Regions from separate parts of the Mus musculus genome. Here regions 1 and 3 are each linked to region 2. The links are chromatin contacts, called in public HiChIP or PLAC-seq and promoter capture Hi-C maps. All regions are on one chromosome and are shown on one strand. The core of a region is the stretch at or near the end of the contact, and the rest is flanking DNA. Distances in the headings are between cores, read along the strand shown.

What was found. Promoter capture Hi-C pulls out the DNA fragments that hold promoters and counts their contacts. HiChIP or PLAC-seq counts read pairs in DNA pulled down with a chosen protein or histone mark.
Region 1: a contact with region 2 is called in an HNF4G HiChIP or PLAC-seq map of pancreatic cancer cells. The contact joins the enhancer-like site here to the promoter of Cth in region 2. A contact is called at or near these places in 5 of 39 promoter capture datasets (the 3T3-L1 cell line, cranial neural crest, hippocampal neurons and 2 more) and 1 of 115 datasets of contacts at active chromatin or transcription factors (pancreatic cancer cells).
Region 3: a contact with region 2 is called in a promoter capture Hi-C map of embryonic stem cells, with 5 times the contacts expected there. The contact joins the promoter of Wls here to the promoter of Cth in region 2. A contact is called at or near these places in 4 of 39 promoter capture datasets (the 3T3-L1 cell line, cranial neural crest, embryonic stem cells and 1 more) and 2 of 115 datasets of contacts at active chromatin or transcription factors (astrocytes and stem cell-derived neural progenitor cells).

The regions. Positions count from the first base shown.
Region 1 is chr3:159,883,771-159,887,399 of GRCm38.p6, reverse strand. All of the region lies in intron 2 of Wls (wntless WNT ligand secretion mediator), which reads right to left. Among named protein-coding and RNA genes, the nearest start is that of Gm23941, 31 kb to the left of the region's middle. Within about 2 kb of position 1,964, at least 237 of the 459 cell types and tissues checked have an H3K27ac peak or open chromatin away from gene starts, as enhancers often do. A contact at or near this core is called in hippocampal neurons, pancreatic cancer cells and pre-B cells, where this site is marked.
Region 2 is chr3:157,923,121-157,926,824 of GRCm38.p6, reverse strand. It overlaps Cth (cystathionase (cystathionine gamma-lyase)), which reads left to right and starts at 1,762. Exons shown (of 12, transcript NM_145953.2): 1 at 1,762-1,959. The coding sequence starts at 1,795. It overlaps 1810013D15Rik (a long non-coding RNA gene), which reads right to left and starts at 1,617. Exons shown (of 6, transcript XR_867796.2): 1 at 1,479-1,617; 2 at 579-722; 3 at 1-36.
Region 3 is chr3:159,838,295-159,841,589 of GRCm38.p6, reverse strand. Wls (wntless WNT ligand secretion mediator) reads right to left here and starts at 1,940. Exons shown (of 12, transcript NM_026582.5): 1 at 1,543-1,940. The coding sequence starts at 1,648.

The DNA of each region.
Region 1 (3,629 bases), core at 715-3,214, 2.0 Mb before region 2:
TTCAGAGAAGAAAAAATGTGCAGTATTCTTCTAGGTACAGCAAGGCCTGACAATCTATTCAACCTGGCTTGTTAAAGCTCGAGGGTAAACCCATGACGAGACAAAAACCACAACAGTTCACAAAATTGCCACTGAGATAGGATTAATATTCCTCTGAAACTTGAATGCTAGATGTACTATCCCAAAGGACTTCTTTTACTCAACCAAATATTTCTAAGCATCTACTGGTTTCCATGAACAGTACTGGGGATAAAAATGCATAAGGCAAAATCATTGCCCTCAAATTAATCACAGTAAGTTTGGAAAATTGGGCACTGCAGTAAAAGCAAACCTATGTATATAGGTAGCTCAAAGTGTTTAAGAGCACTGGGTTAAACAATAGACCACAGAAGGTGTGACTTTCAGAATCAGCTCATCCAAAGTGATATCTACCTACTAACTACAGTATAATAGTTCAAGATACAATGGGGTAGAAGCAACCACAGATTAAAGAAGCTGTACATCTAAAAATCCATAGAAGCCCTAAAAAACACTGAATAATTAGAGAAAGAAATTAATTCAATATGAAGGAAATGCAAGAGTGACTATAAGGAATACAGGGCTAAGCAGCAGGAAGAGTCTGATGACTAAGGGTTCAAGTTTTACTAAATTCCATGGTATTCCACTTATTGAAGCACTTCTAGCAGCTATGTACAGAGAAGACTTCTGGTTAGAAAGCTAAATAGAGAAAATCACAGCCCATTGTATTTCATAGCTCCCAGTTTGTTTTATGTGATTGGATGACACAGAAAACATCTAAAGAAAAACAATTTGTAAGGAATTTGAACTCAATTATAGTATTTTTTTTCATAAAAAAGCCAGAGAAAACAGAACAATCCAAGCTGGCAAATGTTAAAACATTGGAAAACAAATGTGATCACACTTATTCTTATTTGACCATAATCAACATTCATGCAGAGAGAAAACACACCTGACAAAGAGGGATTGGAAAGACAGTGGCTACCCTTTGCTTTCTCCCCAGGATAACTCACAATAGCTGATTTGGTGCTTGTAAAAGTCAGTCTCTCTCTCTCTCTCTCTCTCTCTCTCTCTCTCTCTCTCTGCAATTAGAGAGGAGAGCTTTATTCACACTGAATCTAAAAATAGACAATGGCAGTGTTCACAGACTGACAGCTGCATTCTCATACTGTAACCAGGAAAGGAAAGAGATGGCTAATTTAACTCAACAACTTCCAAAACAAACAGTGCAAAAAGAGCCCAGGATAAAGAAAAAACACGAAGGTCAGCTGTTCAAAGGCTGAAAGAACAGCAGGGTAGCTCTCTAGCAATTCATTAGGCTTTCCAAAATTCCTATGTGACCAACAAAGTATTTTATCAGATCTGTCCACAGAACTTCAGGATAAAGCTCTAGCAGATGCTCTTGCTATAGGGATCCAGGAAACACCAGTCAGAAGGGTTGGAGCTTTTCCTTCTGATTTTCTGGTCTATTACCTGAACAGTCAAGACTAAAGAGCTACTTGAGGTTTTTTTCTATAAGTTCAGGACAACACCTCACCCCCACCCCCAACACACCAACAACTATAACTAAATTTCACATTATATTTTAACTAGCTTGAAACATTAAAAAAAAAAAACAAACCAAGAAACAAAACAAACAAACAAACAAACAAGGTCATTATAAAGGAGAGAGAGAAACCAGGTGTCTAGAAAGATAGAATCAGTTCTTTCTCTCCCATCAGTCATAAAATGTGTTCAGTTTTCATCCTTAGGCACCCTGCCCAGGGAGGGGATTATGGCTCAGCTTCAAAAGAAACAAGGGGATGCCTGTGGGCGGGGAGCAGCCTCTCCATAGCTCTCCCACAGATCTGTTCTGGCTCTCAGAGCCCCTGCTAGCCAGCTAAATGTCAGCTTACTGCACCCCAGCATTCTCTTGCCACACTGTCTCCATTGCCCCGGTGACTAAGCTGTTTCAACAGCTGTGTTATTGCTGGAGCCAAGCCAGTTTTACTCACACAGAGTATTTGCTTTGTACTGTGAATGTGGAAAATTATTGCACTAAGGATTCAGAGTTCTCTTTGCAGATAAGGCCAGCCCTGCTTGATTACCCAGCCACACATTCCCTAAGCGGAACTCTGATGGCAACAGGAGAATATTCTGCTGCTACCCAGGTTTCCTGGAGATGGACAGATTAATAACATTCCAAAGAAAGTGGAGGAGACATGTGCCTGTTTGAGTGAGAGAAAAGAACAAAACACAAATGTGACTATTGGTGGAGCCCCAAAGATGTCAGTTACTACTCCCTAATTAAAAGCTACCAAGAATGATAAGTAGATCTGCCCTTCTGCTCTGCAATCCAGGAATGGTTCTTCCTTGCCTTCTTGCCTTGCAGGTGATCAGCACCCCTCTATCTGTGTGGGTGTTTGCTCTGTGCAGACCTCCATACTTCTCTGAACCATGTGGAACAGAGTCCTCCTGAGCACTCCTAGAATGCTGTGACTCTCTCCCTTTCCATTGTTCACAATCAGTTGTGTTCACATGGAAGTGAGTTCAGTGACTTGTTCATCTTCTTGACCACTTCACATACTCAGCCTCTTGCTCACTCCTGAGCAAGGGAGGTAAATGCTGTGTTACTGTTTTAGATCAACCTTAACTCCCTTATGCAGAGGGTAGTAAGAAAAAGAGAAGGTATTTCCTATAGGTGGAACTAATTTCTATTTCTAGTATATACTGATTCTTCTTCATTGGTATTATTACTCAACCCTCCTTCCTTAAGTTCTTATAAGTGACAGTAAGGCACAATTTCTGATATTGAATTGAAGAGATCTCAGAAAACATGTTTTCTTATAAGGGTCGTATATTGTTTGAAAAGAAAGGAAACAATGATTCTTTCAAACTTACTCTTTTAGTTCTTACTGCATATTTAAACATATTCATACATACAGAGACCAAACAGAATAATTCATTTATAATTTCAAAATGAAGAAAATGAAGCCTGTTATGGTGGGAAGGGCACACAATCTAAGTCCAAATTTGCCAGGTTCCAAAAGCACATGCTATTTCTTATTATGTCACTGAGTAGCACATTAGGAAAATTAGAAAAACTGTTCATTGCTCTAGGAAAGCCTCTATCCACAGTTCAACTCCAGTTAAGTCACTTTACATATGGCATTTTTTTCAATAAATTTTGACTTTGGATCATAGGATTACTGAAGTACTTTCTTGTTCTAATATTTCATGAAGACAGAAATCTAAAACACTATCAGCTTTCTAATTTCCCTCTATACTTAAGGAACTGGGACAAAACCAAATAACTGTAAAGCCATTTCAATTCTCAGGGCACTTACAATTGGAAAGGAATGATAAGGGATGAAAACTGGAATCTGGTTAATACGAGTAACAGTTAATAAATACCAAACACCAGAGTTTCAGATACTTGAAAACAAACAACAAACAAACAAAAAACATTGTCAAGATCATAAAAGGAAAAACCTAGATTTTATACACTCCTCATACTGTATTTGTGCAGCTGGCAACAGACAGAGAGGAAACAAAGTTCCTAAAAGAACTTTTATGCCACTGATTAGAAGGGATCTCATCTGCTCCACAGATAGGACTTGGAAGGGAAAACA
Region 2 (3,704 bases), core at 513-3,012:
GTCTGAGAGAGAAATTCCTGGGTGGAAGGGACATTCCTGTGAATAGAGAAATTTAAATCTTGGGCTGCCACCCCACAGCTTCCTCTAACTTTATCAGAAGCCTCTCATTTAGAAAGTCTGTATAAGGGCCACTTTTCAAAGACCTCTTTGTGACAGTTACACTAAATAAAATGTCCAGTGGGAAGATGGCTCAGTGGGTAAATGCTTGCCGCACAGCCTGACACCCTGTGTTCTATCTCCAGCATCTACCTTTGTGCTGCTGTGTATCTGTAATAGCAGCTCTCCTACTGTAGAAGACAGAGAATCCACTGAAGCTCCTGGGTGGTCTAGCCTGGGGTAAGCAGTGCAAAGACCCTGCGTCAACAGGGAGGTGGAAGACTGTCCTCTGACCTCTATGGGTGTGCCACACATTCCTCTGCACTCTCAAATACGATAAACAGACAAGTATACAAACAAATAGAAAACATCCATGTTTGTATAACCCAGGGCTTACCAACTGTACTTAGAACTGGACTCAGAACTGTTTCAGGCCCTTCTACTCCTCGGTGTTTTCTGTGATCTCATCAAAATGTACTTACGTCTTTAGAGATGGCTCAGGGAGCAAGAGCATTGCCCGCAGGAGCATTGGTTCCAGAGCACCAGGGCTTGGCTTTCTCTCCCACACGCAGATCACATCTGTTTCCAAATGCAGTTCCAGGGGAATCCAACAGCCTTTCTGACCTCTGTAGACATCAAGTATGCATGTGGTGCAATACACACACACACACACACACACACACACACACACACACAAACACATCGTTAAAATATACTCAGGCTGAGAACATACTTTAAAAGGAGAAATACTAATCAAGCAAGCATGGTAACCCGTTAGTGTTTCAGAGGCTACCCGCTTCCCCTGTGCCTCTGGCAGTGTACACTTGGTTCTGGAAGGTGATTGTGTCTGGAGCTAATTTGAAAAGCATACTGATTGTGTTTGCTCTTCGTAGCTTTTCCAAACCGTAGCTTTTAAAATCAGTTGTTTATTCCTTAACACCTTCCAAATTCGTTCAACAGTGTTTCAAAGTTTTAGGTTCGGGCTGGTGAGATGGCTCAACAGGTAAGAGCACCCGACTGCTCTTCTGAAGGTCCTGAGTTCAAATCCCGGCAACCACATGGTGGCTCACAACCATCCGTAACGAGATCTGACTCCCTCTTCTGGTGTGTCTGAAGACAGCTACAGTGTACTTACATATAATAATAAGTAAATATAAATAAATCTTAAAAAAAAAAAACAAAAAAAAAAACAAAGTTTTAGGTTCGACTTCCCAGGTACAGAAACTCCTTAAATTCCCCAGTTCTCGGACAAGGTGTAAAATTAGGTCAAAGCTACGTCTTTTTGGGAGCAAAGCTTGGGCCTTAAGGCCTGATCTTGGCCAGAGTAGAGACGCGGGCGCTGGTGGCACAGCTGTGGCGGTCCTCAGATCCGAGGGAAGCACCTGCCTGCGTGACCCTTGCCGGAACTCTGGGGCCACGCGAGGCTGCTGGAGGTTGCGTCCCTATCCTGCAGACAAAGGGGATCTCTGGGCTGAGTGCTGCACCTCAGTGCTGAGGTGTCCCACGTGGGCACTGCTCTGTGCCACTGGGAGGCGGGGCAGGAACGATCGGGGCAACACCTCCACTGCCGACCAATAAGCAGGGCCGCTGCCTAGGGACCAGCGATGATTGGTTGCGTCGGCCCCTCCCCACCCTGGATATAAGCGCCAAAGTCCAGAAGGTTTTAGCCAAAGCAACACCTCGCACTCCTGCCCCAGCATGCAGAAGGACGCCTCTTTGAGCGGCTTCCTGCCTAGTTTCCAGCATTTCGCCACTCAGGCCATCCACGTGGGACAAGAGCCTGAGCAATGGAATTCTCGTGCCGTGGTGCTGCCCATTTCGTTGGCCACCACATTTAAGCAGGACTTCCCGGGCCAGTCCTCGGTAAGCAGCCGGGCAGGGCTGGGCTGACTGTGGGAGCGCTCGGGACATGCGCTCTCTGCGATTTTCAGTTAAAAACCAGAACTGTAAGTTGTTGAATTCTGTAGCATCGAAGCTACCTGCAGCCAGTCCTACTTTGAAAAATGAAGGCTCTTGGGCTGGTGAAATGGCTCAGCAGTCGTGCTGACTAGTTTTATATCAACTTGACTCAAGCGAGAGAGGAGGGGACCTCGATTGAGACAATGCCTCCAGTAGATCAGGCTGCAAGCAGGCATTTTCTTAATTAGAGATTGATGGGGGAGGATAAGTCCATGGTGGGTGCCCCCCCCCCCCAGGCTAGTGGCCCTGCGTTCTATAAGAAGTTGGGTGAACGAGCCAGTAAGAAGCCACCTCTCCGTGGCCTCTGCATTAGTTCTTGCCTCCAGGTTCCTGTCCTAACTGCTTTCCATGGTGAACTGTTAAATGGAAGTAAAATAAAAAACTCTTTCCTCCCCAAGTTGGTTTGGGCATGGTGTTTATTACAGCAGGTATATAAAGGTGCTTGTCACCAGACCTGACTACTATAATTCAATCCCATAATCTATAGGATGGAAGGAGAGAACCAACTCCTGTAGTTGTTTTTTTTTTGTTGTTTGTTTGTTTGTTTTTGAGACAGGGTTTCTCAGTGTAGCCCTGGCTGTCCTGGAACTCACTTTGTAGACCAGGCTGGCCTCGAACTCAGAAATCCGCCTGCCTCTGCCTCCCAAGTGCTGGGATTAAAGGCATGAACCACCACCTTAGTTGTTCTTTGATGCACCCAAAGGCTTGCACTCTCCCTCTCTCTCCTTCTCTCCCCCCTCCCTCTCTTCTCTCTGTCCCCAGTCTCTTTCACCCACTCCGTCCCTCTCTCCCTGTCCTTCTCTTCCTCCCTCCCCCCTCAGTCTCTTTCTCTTTCTCCTCTCTCTCACACACTAAACAATGAAAATCCTAGAATTAAGATTAGTTTCAGTCGGTATGTTCAGTTAATAGCTAATGTGTATTTATGTACCAAGTGCGTACTTAAAATCTATGTGTGTTACATGTAGAGTCTCACTGAAGGTTAACAAGAAGGATCCTAGCCTGAACTAAGGTCTCAAGTGTTCAAACTGAGATAGCTGAGATAATAGGGTTATAAGATTTAATTTATCTTGAACCCCTCCCTTCTGCAACTGACTCCATGGTGCTGCACTGTAACTGAGCTATGTAATAGTTCAAGCCATTTCATCATCTAAGCCAGCAGTTCTCAACCTCTGGGCTGTGACCCCTTTGGGAGTGGAACAACCCTTTTCAGGGGTTACATGTATCAGGTATTTACATCACGATTCCTAATAGTAGCAAAATTACAGTTTCGAAGTAACAACAAAAATAATTAGTTGGGGGTCACTACACCATGAGGAACTGTATTAAAGGGTCACAGCATCAGGAAGATTGGCAACCATTGATCTAAGTAGTGTGGCTTTGTGATTAAGAGCACATGGGTTTTAATTCTTACATCAGCTTCTCTGACTGAGTAACCTGGAGGAAGCTATTTAACCCATCCAAGACTTGAGATGACCTTGTGTAAACTGGGATAATGATAGAACACACTACACAAGCTGTTACTGTTGTAACATTTCTAAATTTTGTAGTACACACTTAGGAGTACTTTGGTGTTTGCAGTCTTCCTGCCTTGTTATTTCCATTTGACCACAGCAGCTAAGTCATAGGGCAGGGGTTAAATCCTTTTATAA
Region 3 (3,295 bases), core at 691-3,190, 1.9 Mb before region 2:
AACTGCAACTGCTCATCAAGGGAAACAAGAGGTGTAATTGTAACCGCGGTGTAATCACTGAGACTGCTTCTGCCTACAGCTCCCAGCAGAGAAGTATTAAGAGCCTGGAAAATCCAATTCAGAGAAAAAGAGATTGTACATGGCGTAACGAAACAAAAGCTGTGTGTGTGTGTGTGTGTGTGTGTGTGTGTGTGTGTGTGTGTGTGTGTGTGTTTCTGTGTGCTTTGCCCATATGGAGGACAGAGGCTTAGAAATGTGTACTCGACCTCCTCAGAACTCCCTTCTTGAAGCTTCTCCTCTCCTTTGTTTAAAACACTTAGCCTGGTGTTACAAAGATTGCCATTACCAGACACTCTGGAATGCTAACCCAACACACCCTAGTCTATAGGAAAAACACCGTACCCACTACTCTCACCCCCTCAAGGGAGCTCCTGCGCTGCCCAGGGACTCCCTCAAGAAGCACAGACCCCTGCTTGAGCTCTTCCACCCAGCCAAGAGCAACAGCCAGCCCCAAGGAAGCTAAGCTGCCCAGCAGCGCCCGCTCCGAAGTTGGCACTGAAGTTTGTCCAAGGATGTCCGGAACCTTGAGGAGAAAGGGACATGAGGTGGAAAAGACAGTAGGAGTAAGTTGAGTTTTCCGAGTGGATCCTAAGGCAGAAGGTCAGTTACGTTCGAAGCCTTTTTTTTTTTTTTTTTTTTTGGTGCGCACTGAGAAAGTCTCCCTGGCGCCTGGGAGCTGTCACCTGAGGGCAGCCCAGGAGGGAGCAGGAAACATCCTCCTGGCGCCAGGGGAGGACCTCAGGCTTCAGACTCACTGGATCTTGGGGCTCAAAGCAGAGGGGGAGGGGAGATGGCAGAGGGGACAAGAGGCAAAAGCAACACCTTTCAGACAGGCTTTCTCCTACGCCCTCTCCAAGTTCGTGCTGAGAGGGCCAGGACTCTCCCAAACCACTCTATGAGTCCTCAGTTCAAACAAGTCCACCGCCAGAGATGGGTGGGGTGGCGGCATGGAAGCCAAGGGCTTAAAGGTTGAGACCCTAAAACCAGCTCTAGTCCCTCGCCGAGACAACCTAATGCATTTACACAAGCCACAGCCAGTAACAGCTCGCGGCTGGCACAGGGCTTAGCTCCCGACTCCCCTGTTATTCCTAATAAAGTCGATTACGTTGCCCTCCCGGTGCTGATTGGAAGGGAACCGAGAGGGAAAGGGGGGCGGGCGAGGGAAAGAGCACGGGGAGCAATCAACTTTGCGACCCAGCACTTCCTCGCGATCCGTCGCCATGCTTAAGATCCACCCCCACCCCCTCCTGCCTTTCAAGTGGATACTGAAACTAGGCCAAAACTTTTCCCCTCCTTTTCTCTTTGCCACTAGACTGGATTGTGCCCCATGGAGCCCCATGGAGCTCTGCTTTCTTAAGCACAATAGCCGGACTAATTAGATCATAGAGGCAAGGCAGCGATACTGTAACAAGTAGCCCAAGAGGCAAAAGAGGGAAGGGCCGAAGAAAGGGAAAGGGGAAAGTTTGCAGCTCTCACACTTACCGATCAAGCCTCCCACCAGAAAGGCAACGATTTGGAAAACCAGAAGAATCCCTCCAACAATGCAGAGCTTCTTGGTACTCATGTTTTCTATAATTGCCCCAGCCATTTCTGCGACCCCCTTTCTTTTCTCCTTTAAGTAAATGTTTTAGGGTATGCTTTCGCTTCCCCTCTCCTTCTTCCTTGCCCTCTTTTCCTGGTGCTGCAAAACTTCAAGGGTGCGTTAGCAGAGGAGGTGGGACAGACCGCAGGCGCCCGCGCGGATGCCTGGGCGAAGCCGCTTGGGCTCCCCAGATGCCCAGAGCTGAGACTGCGGCCGCCCGGCAGCCAGTGGACGCTTAAAGAAGCAGGGAAGCGGATCACATGACACGCCTCCCTCTCTTTCTTCCTCCCTCCCTCTCGCGCTTCCTCCCTCCCTCCCTCCCTCTCTTCCTCAACCCTGGCCCGCCAGTTCAGGGATCTCAGCTCCCGCCAGCTCTGGCTACCCGCCCTCAGGTCTGGCCTGCAGCTTGCCCCGGCAACAGCTAACATCTTGAGGGGGGTCGGGTGGCTGGTGTTGTTAAATGGGCTTGGCATACGCAGTCTCTACCATGTTTCCTTTTCGGGTTCCCAAAGTATGGGATTTAAGTTACTCATGGGCCTCTTTGCAAACCCTTAACTTACATGTTGAACCCACCCCACCACCAGCCATTTGAACGCTAGGAAAGAGGTGAATTTTAAAAAGGAGTCTAATGAAGTTAAGTCAAAGTATAAAGAGAAGAAATAAGGTCTCTGTTCTGGTACCTTCTGCCTTGCCCTATCCTGGAATTATAACCCGCTAAATTCCTCATTACACGGCCCTTCAAGAGCCTTATTATCCAGACAAATCAAACGTCTGTTCCTTACTCTACCCTGGACTGCCAGTCTTGGTGTTGACTATTACCTAAACGCTTTAAAGTTCATTGAAAACTCGACTTGTTTTAAAATTCTTGTTTTGGTTTTTTACACCACCTTTATGTTCCAAGGGTCGATCCCCTCCAATCATGCTCTCACATTTTCACCTTCTATAAGGTCTTATGAATGCACATTTGTTTCCATTACTAAGCTGTAAATTTCTGGGAGACTGGGACCAAGTTCAATTCTCTTTGTATCTGCCCCCACCCCTCAGTGCCTAACAAAATTCTCACACTAGGAGACCCTGCATGAACTTTGGTGGAATGAATAAATGAGTGAATGTTTAAGCAAGCCCACAGCTTGCATTTAAAAAGCCTAAAGGACTTTAGTTGGGTAGGTAGTATACATGTTAAATAGTACCAGTTAGAGTTTCAGGTGGGTGGTCACAGCTACTAGGAGGCTGAGTCAGGAGGATTAGTAATTTACGACCAACCTGGATAATTTTAGAGACCCTATCTCAAAACAAAAACTAAAAAGTGATCTGGGCCTCTTGTTTAACTTGATCTGAGGTCCTAGATTCAAACCCCATGGAAGGCAGAGGAGGAAAGAGAATGTTAGCTCTTTGAGAGATTTACTTATATTGATACACTACATCCAAGGAAAAGTGGTGATCTTAAGAGATTTCTTGATAAGGCTGACCCAAACTCCAGGGCCTGGTTTTTCCATGTTTCATAAACTGTCTATTTAGCCAATGCAACTCAAATCACACATTAGCTTTATAAAGGTACCTCCTGGCCTCCCAGTACAGGTTTCCAAAGCCACCAGCATACCTGATTTCTTGCTTCTTGTCATCTTCCTGTGGAGGAACTATTTACTGTCCTCT